3 separate regions of the Mus musculus genome follow, and regions 1 and 2 are each linked to region 3. A link is a contact called in public Hi-C and HiChIP or PLAC-seq data. All regions are on one chromosome and are shown on one strand. The core of a region is the stretch at or near the end of the contact, and the rest is flanking DNA. Distances in the headings are between cores, read along the strand shown. Region 1 has its middle 41 kb from the start of Gm31434. Region 2 has its middle 57 kb from the start of Gm31434. Region 3 holds the start of Slco2a1 (solute carrier organic anion transporter family, member 2a1).

The links. A called contact is a pair of places that touch in the nucleus more often than the background predicts. HiChIP or PLAC-seq counts read pairs in DNA pulled down with a chosen protein or histone mark.
Region 1: a Hi-C map of embryonic stem cells shows a contact between it and region 3, with 1.5 times the contacts expected there. The contact joins the enhancer-like site here to the promoter of Slco2a1 in region 3. A contact is called at or near these places in 2 of 39 promoter capture datasets (epiblast stem cells and liver), 10 of 484 Hi-C or Micro-C datasets (the AML12 cell line, embryonic stem cells, liver and 1 more), 6 of 115 datasets of contacts at active chromatin or transcription factors (embryonic fibroblasts, embryonic stem cells, extraembryonic endoderm stem cells and 2 more) and 1 of 9 other capture datasets (liver).
Region 2: an H3K27ac HiChIP or PLAC-seq map of trophoblast stem cells shows a contact between it and region 3, with 28 read pairs. The contact joins the enhancer-like site here to the promoter of Slco2a1 in region 3. A contact is called at or near these places in 6 of 39 promoter capture datasets (3T3-L1-derived adipocytes, cranial neural crest, epiblast stem cells and 2 more), 1 of 15 datasets of contacts at CTCF or cohesin (the NIH/3T3 cell line), 6 of 484 Hi-C or Micro-C datasets (the AML12 cell line, embryonic fibroblasts, embryonic stem cells and 3 more) and 4 of 115 datasets of contacts at active chromatin or transcription factors (embryonic stem cells, extraembryonic endoderm stem cells and trophoblast stem cells).

The regions. Positions count from the first base shown.
Region 1 is chr9:102,960,066-102,963,049 of GRCm38.p6, forward strand. No RefSeq gene overlaps it. Among named protein-coding and RNA genes, the nearest start is that of Gm31434, 41 kb to the right of the region's middle. Within about 2 kb of position 1,491, at least 28 of the 459 cell types and tissues checked have an H3K27ac peak or open chromatin away from gene starts, as enhancers often do. A contact at or near this core is called in embryonic stem cells, epiblast stem cells and trophoblast stem cells, where this site is marked.
Region 2 is chr9:102,943,823-102,946,522 of GRCm38.p6, forward strand. No RefSeq gene overlaps it. Among named protein-coding and RNA genes, the nearest start is that of Gm31434, 57 kb to the right of the region's middle. Within about 2 kb of position 1,374, at least 15 of the 459 cell types and tissues checked have an H3K27ac peak or open chromatin away from gene starts, as enhancers often do. A contact at or near this core is called in trophoblast stem cells, where this site is marked.
Region 3 is chr9:103,007,190-103,009,892 of GRCm38.p6, forward strand. Slco2a1 (solute carrier organic anion transporter family, member 2a1) reads left to right here and starts at 1,298. Exons shown (of 14, transcript NM_033314.4): 1 at 1,298-1,526. The coding sequence starts at 1,431.

The sequences.
Region 1 (2,984 bases), core at 241-2,740, 47 kb before region 3:
CAAGGCAAGCCTTTCTGGCTCCTATTGATTCAACCTCTGCCATCCCAGCTTCCCAGGCAGGCCTGATACTGCAGTTGGGTCCAGGAACTAAGAGATAACAGGTAACACACTTAGAAATGACAGGCATCGGAGTGGCCTGACTGCTATGTGCAGGATGCAGAGTTGATGGGGAGGCCAGCAGGAGACACAGTGTGTGCATTTGCAGGTGACACAGTGTGCCATTTGGATAGAAGTGCTCTTGCTTTTTTGACTTCCAGGTTTATGGATCCAAACCCGAGGCTATATCCCCACTCCACCATAAAGAGTCTGTGAGTCTAGAAGGTCAGAGAAACACTGGGACTCCTCTTTGGGATCTGAGTGCCTCTGGGCGAGATACACCCAGGGTGGGTGGACCCACAGGAGATTTTCCTAGGGACTTGGTGTCCCTGGCACCCTGTCCATCGTGACTGGGCTGCCACAGTAGCAAGGGATCAGTTGAGAGTCAGGGAAAGGGGACACTAGGCCTCTGGAGGCGGTGCTCTGCCACCCCTTACACGCAGAGACCTTCATCTGGGGATGGGGTTCTTATTGGAGGGCTTCTCCTCTCTAGTGGCAGACTGGAAGGTCACAGGTAGGCACCCAGAAGGCTCATTTCCTTTCTTCTTACCCGGATGGACCTCTGTATAAACTGACAGCATGACCACTCCAGGTAGGCTTTTATTGCAGAAGAGAGAGAGAGAGAGAGAGAGAAGAGAGAGAGAGAGAGAGAGAGAGAGAGAGAGAGAGAGAGAGTATTTAGTCTAGGCTACTCCCCACAGTTACCTGGCAACAGCCAGGTGTGCCTGACTCACTATAAAAGAGGCTGCTCTCCCTCACCTCTCTCTCTTGCTCTTCTGCCCTTGTCCCCTAACCTTCCTCCCCCTCTCTCCCCATTTCTCCCCCCTCTCTCTCCACATGCTCATGACTGGCCTCTTCTCTCAACTCCCCTCCCTATGCCCTGAATAAACTCTATTCTATACTATACTGTCATGTGTGTGGCTGGTCCCTCAGGGGGAAGGGATGCCTCAGCAGGGGCCCACAGAGGCACCCCTTCCCCCACACCTTACCTCACCTCCACCAAACACATTCCGTCTCTCTTTAGTTTTAAAAGACACAACAGAGAGAAGGAGTGGGAGAGTAGAATAGCTATAGTCATCTGTAAGAGTCCAGAGCAGAAAATAGCAGGGGAGAGAGAATAGAGAAGACATGATGAAAGGAGTAGGGGACAGCACAGAGAGGAGAGGGAGGGAGAGGAGAAAGAGGAGGGGGGAGGGACAGAGAAGGGAGAGAGGAAGAGGGGGGAGGAGGGAGGGAGAGAGGGTAGGGGTAGGAGGGAGAGAACATAGTGGGGGTGGGGGTGGGGGGACAAACTGCCAGGTTAAGTTGAGAATGAGTAGCTGTGGGGGAAGGGAAGCCCAGGAGCTGGAGGAAGTGAAAAGACCGGGAAGCCAGCGTTACCTTTGAAAGGGGTGACAGATACTAGCAACAAGGAGCAGACCTGGAGGCCAGCTTGTGCTTTGGTATGCTAATAGGCACCACAGGTAGCCGTTGGTCCCTTCTGCCACTGGTAAGGGAAATGGCTCCTTTTGGTAGAGGGAAACTAGGTTCACCGGTCCCTGAGAAATACTGGCTTTTATCTAGTCACGGGAAATTCTCCTGTGGTCCAGGCTGAGCCCATTTCTGGCTATTTGGACCGCCTTTTGGGAGTTCGGGGAGTTGGAGTCTCCTCTGGCTCTAACAACTTGCTTGTGCAGCCTGCCCAATTTCCTGGGTATGAGTGTGGATCCTGAGGAAGAATTTACAACCCTGTTACCAGGAAGAGCTAGAAACTTTGAAACTCTGACAGGGACTTCCTGTAAGCCATGGGGCTCCTAGGGTCAGCCTTCTAGAGCCTAGAGTCCAAGAACCCTCTCTCAGGCCTGAGCGGTAGATGGGGCTTCATTAAGATTGTGCTCAGTTAGAGGTCCTTCAAGTATGGCTTGTAGGTCTGTGTCTCAGATACTCAGCCAGGGTTTTCAGGGTCTGATAATTTTTTTGTTTTGAAATGGGAGAGGCCCTAGCCCAGGCCTGTGTTGAACTCCTGAGCTCAAATGATTCTCTAGACTCAGCCTTTGGAGTAGCTAAGACTGCAGGGGTGTGTCATCTCACCCTTGTTCTCTAAATGAGTGAGCTGGGAGGGGCTGAGTCCCTCTCCGAGCTGCCCCTGGCGCACACCATGTCTGAGTGCCGGCTGACCATACACATGTCAGCTTCTAGACTCCTCCTGTCACCTTGCAAAGGCCAAGATAATTTGGAGGTCACACGGGCCAGGCCTCCTGTGATGGGCGACTTTCCTCTCTGCCCCCTCCGTTCCACGTGTAGCTCCTCACTCTCCCAGCCACAGCCATAGCCAGCCAAGGATTGCAAGAGCCTGGTGGTAAATTCCAACCCAGCTACCCTCCTCATCAGGTCGGAAGTTTACAGGATCTGTCCCCTTGCCTTCCCAGATAGGTGTGCCAAAAGCTTATAACCTGGAGATCCCAAGGAAGGAATTCGAGGCGGGAAGGGAGGACCAATGAGAAGAGCCCCAGCCCTTTGGTGCAGGAAGACTGGGACCAATGAGAAGAGCCCCAGCCCTTTGGTGCAGGAAGACTGGGACCAATGAGAAGAGCCCCAGCCCTTTGGTGCAGGAAGACTGGGACCAATGAGAAGAGCCCCAGCCCTTTGGTGCAGGAAGACTGGGACCAATGAGAAGAGCCCCAGCCCTTTGGTGCAGGAAGCCTGGGACTGTTCTTCATGAGCAGTTTTAGAGCATCAACAGACACCGTCCCCATTCTGCACCGCGTCACATGCTTATGGCTACGGGGAGGGTGCTATGGAGGTCAAGAAGGGAGGACCAGAGGCGGGCGCAAGGATGAGGAGGCTGTCCCTGACACCCCCTCCATCAGAAGGGTTCTGGCGTGCAGCTCATTGACATTTAAAACATC
Region 2 (2,700 bases), core at 124-2,623, 63 kb before region 3:
CAATTGGGACAATTTACACAATAGAGGTCCCCTACCACCCAGCAACTCTGCGTGTGGCCTTAGGGAGAAGCTAGAGCATATGGTCTGGGGAAGGTTAAGAAACCCTTATCCTTGTTGGGTAAGGCTTTCCAGATGTGCACAGTTGTGGGAGGAACACTGCATCTCTGAAAGTAACCCCTCAGTCATTTGTCCTTTAGAGAGATGTCTGGTGGAACCCTGCCTAGGCTTGCCATTGAGACCTTGGGAGGAATGGTAGACATTATGTTATTTTACCCCAGGGAAGGGATTTTAGCAGGAACCTCTCATCACTTAGCCTCAGGCGGTTGCTTCCTTCCACATACTGTGTTCTGTTGCACACGAGTTCTGCCTGCTTTCTCAAGACAAAGACTGGCGTTCCGATCCATCAACATAGACCAGAAGCCCTTCAGTGTCTAGACCGTTAGTTGACTCATCCCCCGCCCCAGCCCCCATTCTATATTCATTTACTCAGCATGCACCTGGTGTCCCAGGTAGAGAGACAGACAAGGTCTGCAAGGGCCTCAAGGTCTGGGCTCTGCGTGGTGCAGTAGTCAGTTCTTTCCCCAGCCTCTGAAGGGGTCCGCCCTCAAAAGTATTGAATAGTCACAAGGAAGAACATGATGACTGATTTTCTGTTTCAACTTAACTAGGCTAAGGGATGTCCAGAGAGCTTGTTAAACGTTACTCCTAGGTGTGTCTGTGAGGCTGTTTCTAGAAGAAACATTTGCGTCAGAGACTATATATATATATATATAAAATCCCCCTGGCCAATATGAGTTCCAATACACTGAGATTCAGAATAGGACCAAAAGGCCCACGAAGCTGTCCTCTCTCGTCTTCAGATGCCAGCACCCTGCTTCTTAAGTCTTGGATTTAGACTTTAAGATGCTAAAGGCTCTCAGGTTTTAAAACTCAAAAGTATATCAGCATTCCTTGCTCTCTGGGTTGCAGAGGTCAACCATGAGACATCTCAGCGTTGGTGACTGTGTGAGACAATCTTTCCTAATAAGTCTCTTTCCTCATGTCTAAGTCTAGCCTGTTGCTTCTGCCTTTCTGAAGAATCCTAAGTACGGCGGGGATAGGTAGGCAGATGCGAAGAAGGACACACAGACAGCGCTGTAAGACCAACACCAAGCAGCCGTCTTTCAGAAGTTCTGTGCAGGATGAGTGTGCATTCCCCCGTGTTCTCTGTCTCTGGATGAAGCCTTGAGACTAGCTCTGGCTAATGTAGTATCACTTCCTGGCCCAGTGCCTAGGCTAACCCCACAAACTCTTTTGCTGCTATTGTTGTTGACTGAGACCGGATCTTTCTATTATGTAGCTCTAGCTGTCCAGGAACTCAGTATGTAAACGAGGCTGGCCTCTAACTCACAGAGCTCCGCCTGCATCTGCTGGGACTAAAGGTGTGTGTCACCATGATTGTCTGTGTCATGAATTCTTCAACTGCTTTCAGTCTTTTATCTCCCTGAATACCGACCAATGACCTAGCCGAGATGACCAAGAAGTCACAAGCTAGGGGTGACCATTCAACCAGGGCAGGGAGGGGGGAACCTCACAAAACTATATAGTTCCTTGACCTGTAAAAAGGTGATTAAAGGCAGTGAGGGCTTATTGGGATAAAATCCCAAAATATAAGATGCTGGCTTAGTAGTGGGTTGTAACAGTGAGGGAGCTGGTACTGGAGTCTGGAGAAGGGACCCCTGTTGTCAGAGGCAATTGTTTGGTAGAATTAGTACTTTGTCAAGAAGAGAGAGAGTAAGGGCACACACTACCAGGCCCTCAGGAACAGGAAGGAGTAGGGTGAGCAGCGTGCTGGATAGTGGGCACAGATGTTATTGTGTGGGTTGACAAGGCATGGCAAGAGTGTTGCTCGCTAAGGAGAGAACCAGCCATTATCAAAGTAGAAGTGCAATAAAATTGAGATATTCTAAAATAAGAGTGGAGTGGAGAGATGGGAAGAGTATTTTGAACCTCTAAGAAGGAATAAAGTGAGCTCTGCATACCAATGGCTCAATAACACATATTACTTAATGAACATAAATACATTAAAGTCTTTTTGTTTGTTTGTTAGTTTTGTTTGCAGTAGAGCTTAGAACCTTGGCTCTTACTGTGGTACAAACACGAAATAAGAACAGTTTTTGGACATTGGACTTCACTGTAATAAGGCTGTGCTTGAATGTCCCTCACATCACCAAAGGATTTTTACCTCCATAGTAGCTAAGCTAAGAGTTGACAGTTCTGCTGCACCAAGGAATGAATTGTAGGCTCAGTTTTTGGACACAGATTTCCTGCTATGGTCAAAGCTATTTGACTTGAGTGATTGTCGTCATTCTCAGCCTGCGGGGAACAGGTTACATTCGTTTAAGAAATGGTGTGTGTATTAAGATGCTCTATCCATGAAGTCATTCATCAACTGTTTCAATGAACAATGGCTCTGCTTGGAGAGGGTAAGATTCTGGTTCATTGGCTGTGATGACTCTGAAAAGCACATGGCAAACATTTTAATTTGGCTTTTTTTTGGGTTTTTTTTTTTGGTTTGTTTTTTTTTTTTTTTTTTTTGGTCAAAATGGGTAGGCCCTGAGTAGCTGTGGTTCTGCTGAGAGACAGCAAGTGGTGGACGTGAGAAAAGAAAGACAACGTTAAGTTTCGAGAGCATGAGAAGAAAGAGAGTGTTGTGATTAA
Region 3 (2,703 bases), core at 48-2,547:
GGTGGTACAAGAAATCTACATAGCATCAGGCACAATCCACCATGGATGGGGCCTTCTGTGTCCAGTGTACACTGTCACCTCTAACTACCTGTGTCCCACGGTGGTCCAGTGAGCCAGTCTGTCTGTACTTTTCTCTGCAGGTGAACAAAGCAACGAAGAAGTTGCCCACTGTCCAACAGCCTCTGGATTATTGCTGTGTCCAGAGTCCTTGGCCTCGCTTGCTAGTGCGTAGGAAGAAGTCCCCAGACCGACCAGACCAGAGTTGAGAAAACATCAGCCTTCAGAAATAACGAAGCAGTGGGCTCCATCCTTCACCCATATTGTTCTCCATATTGACAGCATCTTTTCCTGGGCTGGGCTGGAAGAGGTGGTTCTGCCCAAGACAATAGAGTAGGAAGCTGGAAGGGCGCCTCCTCCGAACTGCCTCAAGAGCTTTTGCGGGATCTATTTTGTCTTTTTCTGGAAAAGGCTCACCTTCTTTCCCTAAGGTCCCAGTCCAGGAGAGGAAAAAATATCTTGCTCACTCCAGCCTCGCAGAGGAGGTCAGGGTTGGGGCAATCCCTGTCAGACCAGCGCTTCCTTTTGTCCCAACCCCCAGCACTTCAGGCCAGACCCGCTGACACTCGACAGCGCCTGCAGTTTACCTTGGCTCCGGTCCAGTGAGTTTGAGCCCAGCCCTGGGGCGGCCCCCACCTCTCCACCTTGTTACGCCTTCCCACCCTCCTCTGCAGCGCAAAGAGCAGTTTAAATATAAATCAGTCCTCAGCACAAACAGAGCTTGGGCAGCGAGTCTCAGAGCCATCACCGGAACCGAGGGCCCAGGTTTGCGGAGCGAGTGCAGACACGCAGAGCCCTGCTCTGGACAACCCCAAGAGCCACAGAGACTCCTCGCTCCCTTCCATCACCCCGTGCCCCTCGAGTCCACTCTAGCTCCCCACCCCTTCCCCAGTGCCGCGCCCACCTTAAATCCCCAGGTTTCTCCTGGCCTGCAGCCTCCTGCCTCCTCCATACGCGGTCTCCTCTTCCTCGGGGACCCGCCATCTCCCCACACACTACCCCCAACCCTCAACCCTGGCCAGCAGGACCTGATAGGCAGCCAAGGCTCACCCAGCTCGAGTCCCAGAGCCTCTGGGCTTCCGCAGCCGCGACTCCAGGACCCAAGACACCTGCCTGGGGGAGGCGACAGCGGCTGGGCGGGGGCTAGCAGCACCTCTGACACCCGAGGAAGAGAGGGAGGAGAGAGAGCGCGTTTCATCATCGCTGCCACTTATAAAAACTTCTGGGCGCTCACTCTCTCGCTCAGTCTCCACGTCTCGCTCCCCATAGCCCGGCTACCGCCGCTGAAGCCTGAAGCACCCAAGTCCCGCAGAACCTGACCCCGGCCTGTCGCCACCACCTTGGCCCGGTCAGGGGACGTCGCCTCAGTCACGATGGGGCTCCTGCCCAAGCCCGGAGCACGCCAGGGCAGCGGCACCTCCTCGGTCCCAGCCAGACGTTGCTCCCGCTCGGTCTTCAACAACATTAAGGTGAGTAGTGTTGTGAGTAGTGTTCGTGTTCGGGGCAGGAGGGCGGCAGAGTGGGTGACACAACCTAGGACGTCGATGAGGCCAGTCCGGGAGCTCTGGGTTGCACCCGGCTCCCTTCTCTGTCCCCGGTGCCACATCCGTGGGGCCTGGCCCGGCGCGTGAGCGTGAGCGTGAGGGGGCGACACCTCTCTCTCTCTCTCTCTCTCTCTCTCTCTCTCTCTCTCTCTCTCTCTCTCTCTGTGTGTGTGTGTGTGTGTGTGTGTGTGTGTGTGTTGCGCGCATATGCTCATAGGCTCTCGTGGGGAGTAATAATCAGAACAGACGTAACTTTGTAAAGGGGAACTGTCCTGTTCTTCCATGGAGAAAGAACACCTCCAGGGAATTCTGTTGGGTCTCTGCTGTGGGTATGCGCTCTTCCTTAATGAGAAGGGATGCAGAGGAGTTTAGCCAGCACCTTGTGGGCAACAGGCTGTGGGCAGCCTGAGATGCAAGTCAGAGCACAGGCACCTTGTCTCAGTGGATGGTAGAAGCCTGCATTCCTTGCCTGGGTTTTCATCTTTGCAATAGTTGGGAGTCGCAGATTAGATTGCTACCTGGCTGCATAGCTCCCAGCAGTTTTGAGGATTCCCCAGCTCTCCTGGTCTCAAGAAAACAGCAGGCACTCGAGGTTTATGGAGAAAGGCCACCAGAGGTGCCTGTGGCCTGAGAGTTATGAGGAGTTAATAGAAAAAAGAGGAAGCTGTTAGCATGAGAATGCCTTCTTTGGTAAGGGTCAAAAGTAGGGTCCACTTCCCCCAGGTCTTGAAGGACCTGGAATGGTTGCGTCCTCACAATATTTGGGAGAGAGGTTCCTGAAGAAGGTATCTCCTGGAAGGGGCTAGACGACCTTGGTCAGACATCCAGGCGCCCTGGGGTCCGGCAAGCATATGGTGCAGAGAGATTATTTCCCACAATTCCTACCTTAGATGTAATGGGTGCCCAGACCTCACATGGAAGGATTGGAGAAATGTGAACAGGCTATGTGTGTCTAACGGAAAGAGACTGGGGTTTGGGGGGTGGGGTGGGGCAGAGCGAATGCCACCTGCATGTTCTGCCTCAGGCTGTTACTGGTAGAACTGGGGTTCCTCGTGGGGATCCCTCTTTTGTTACTACCACCACCACCACCATGGTTTTAAAG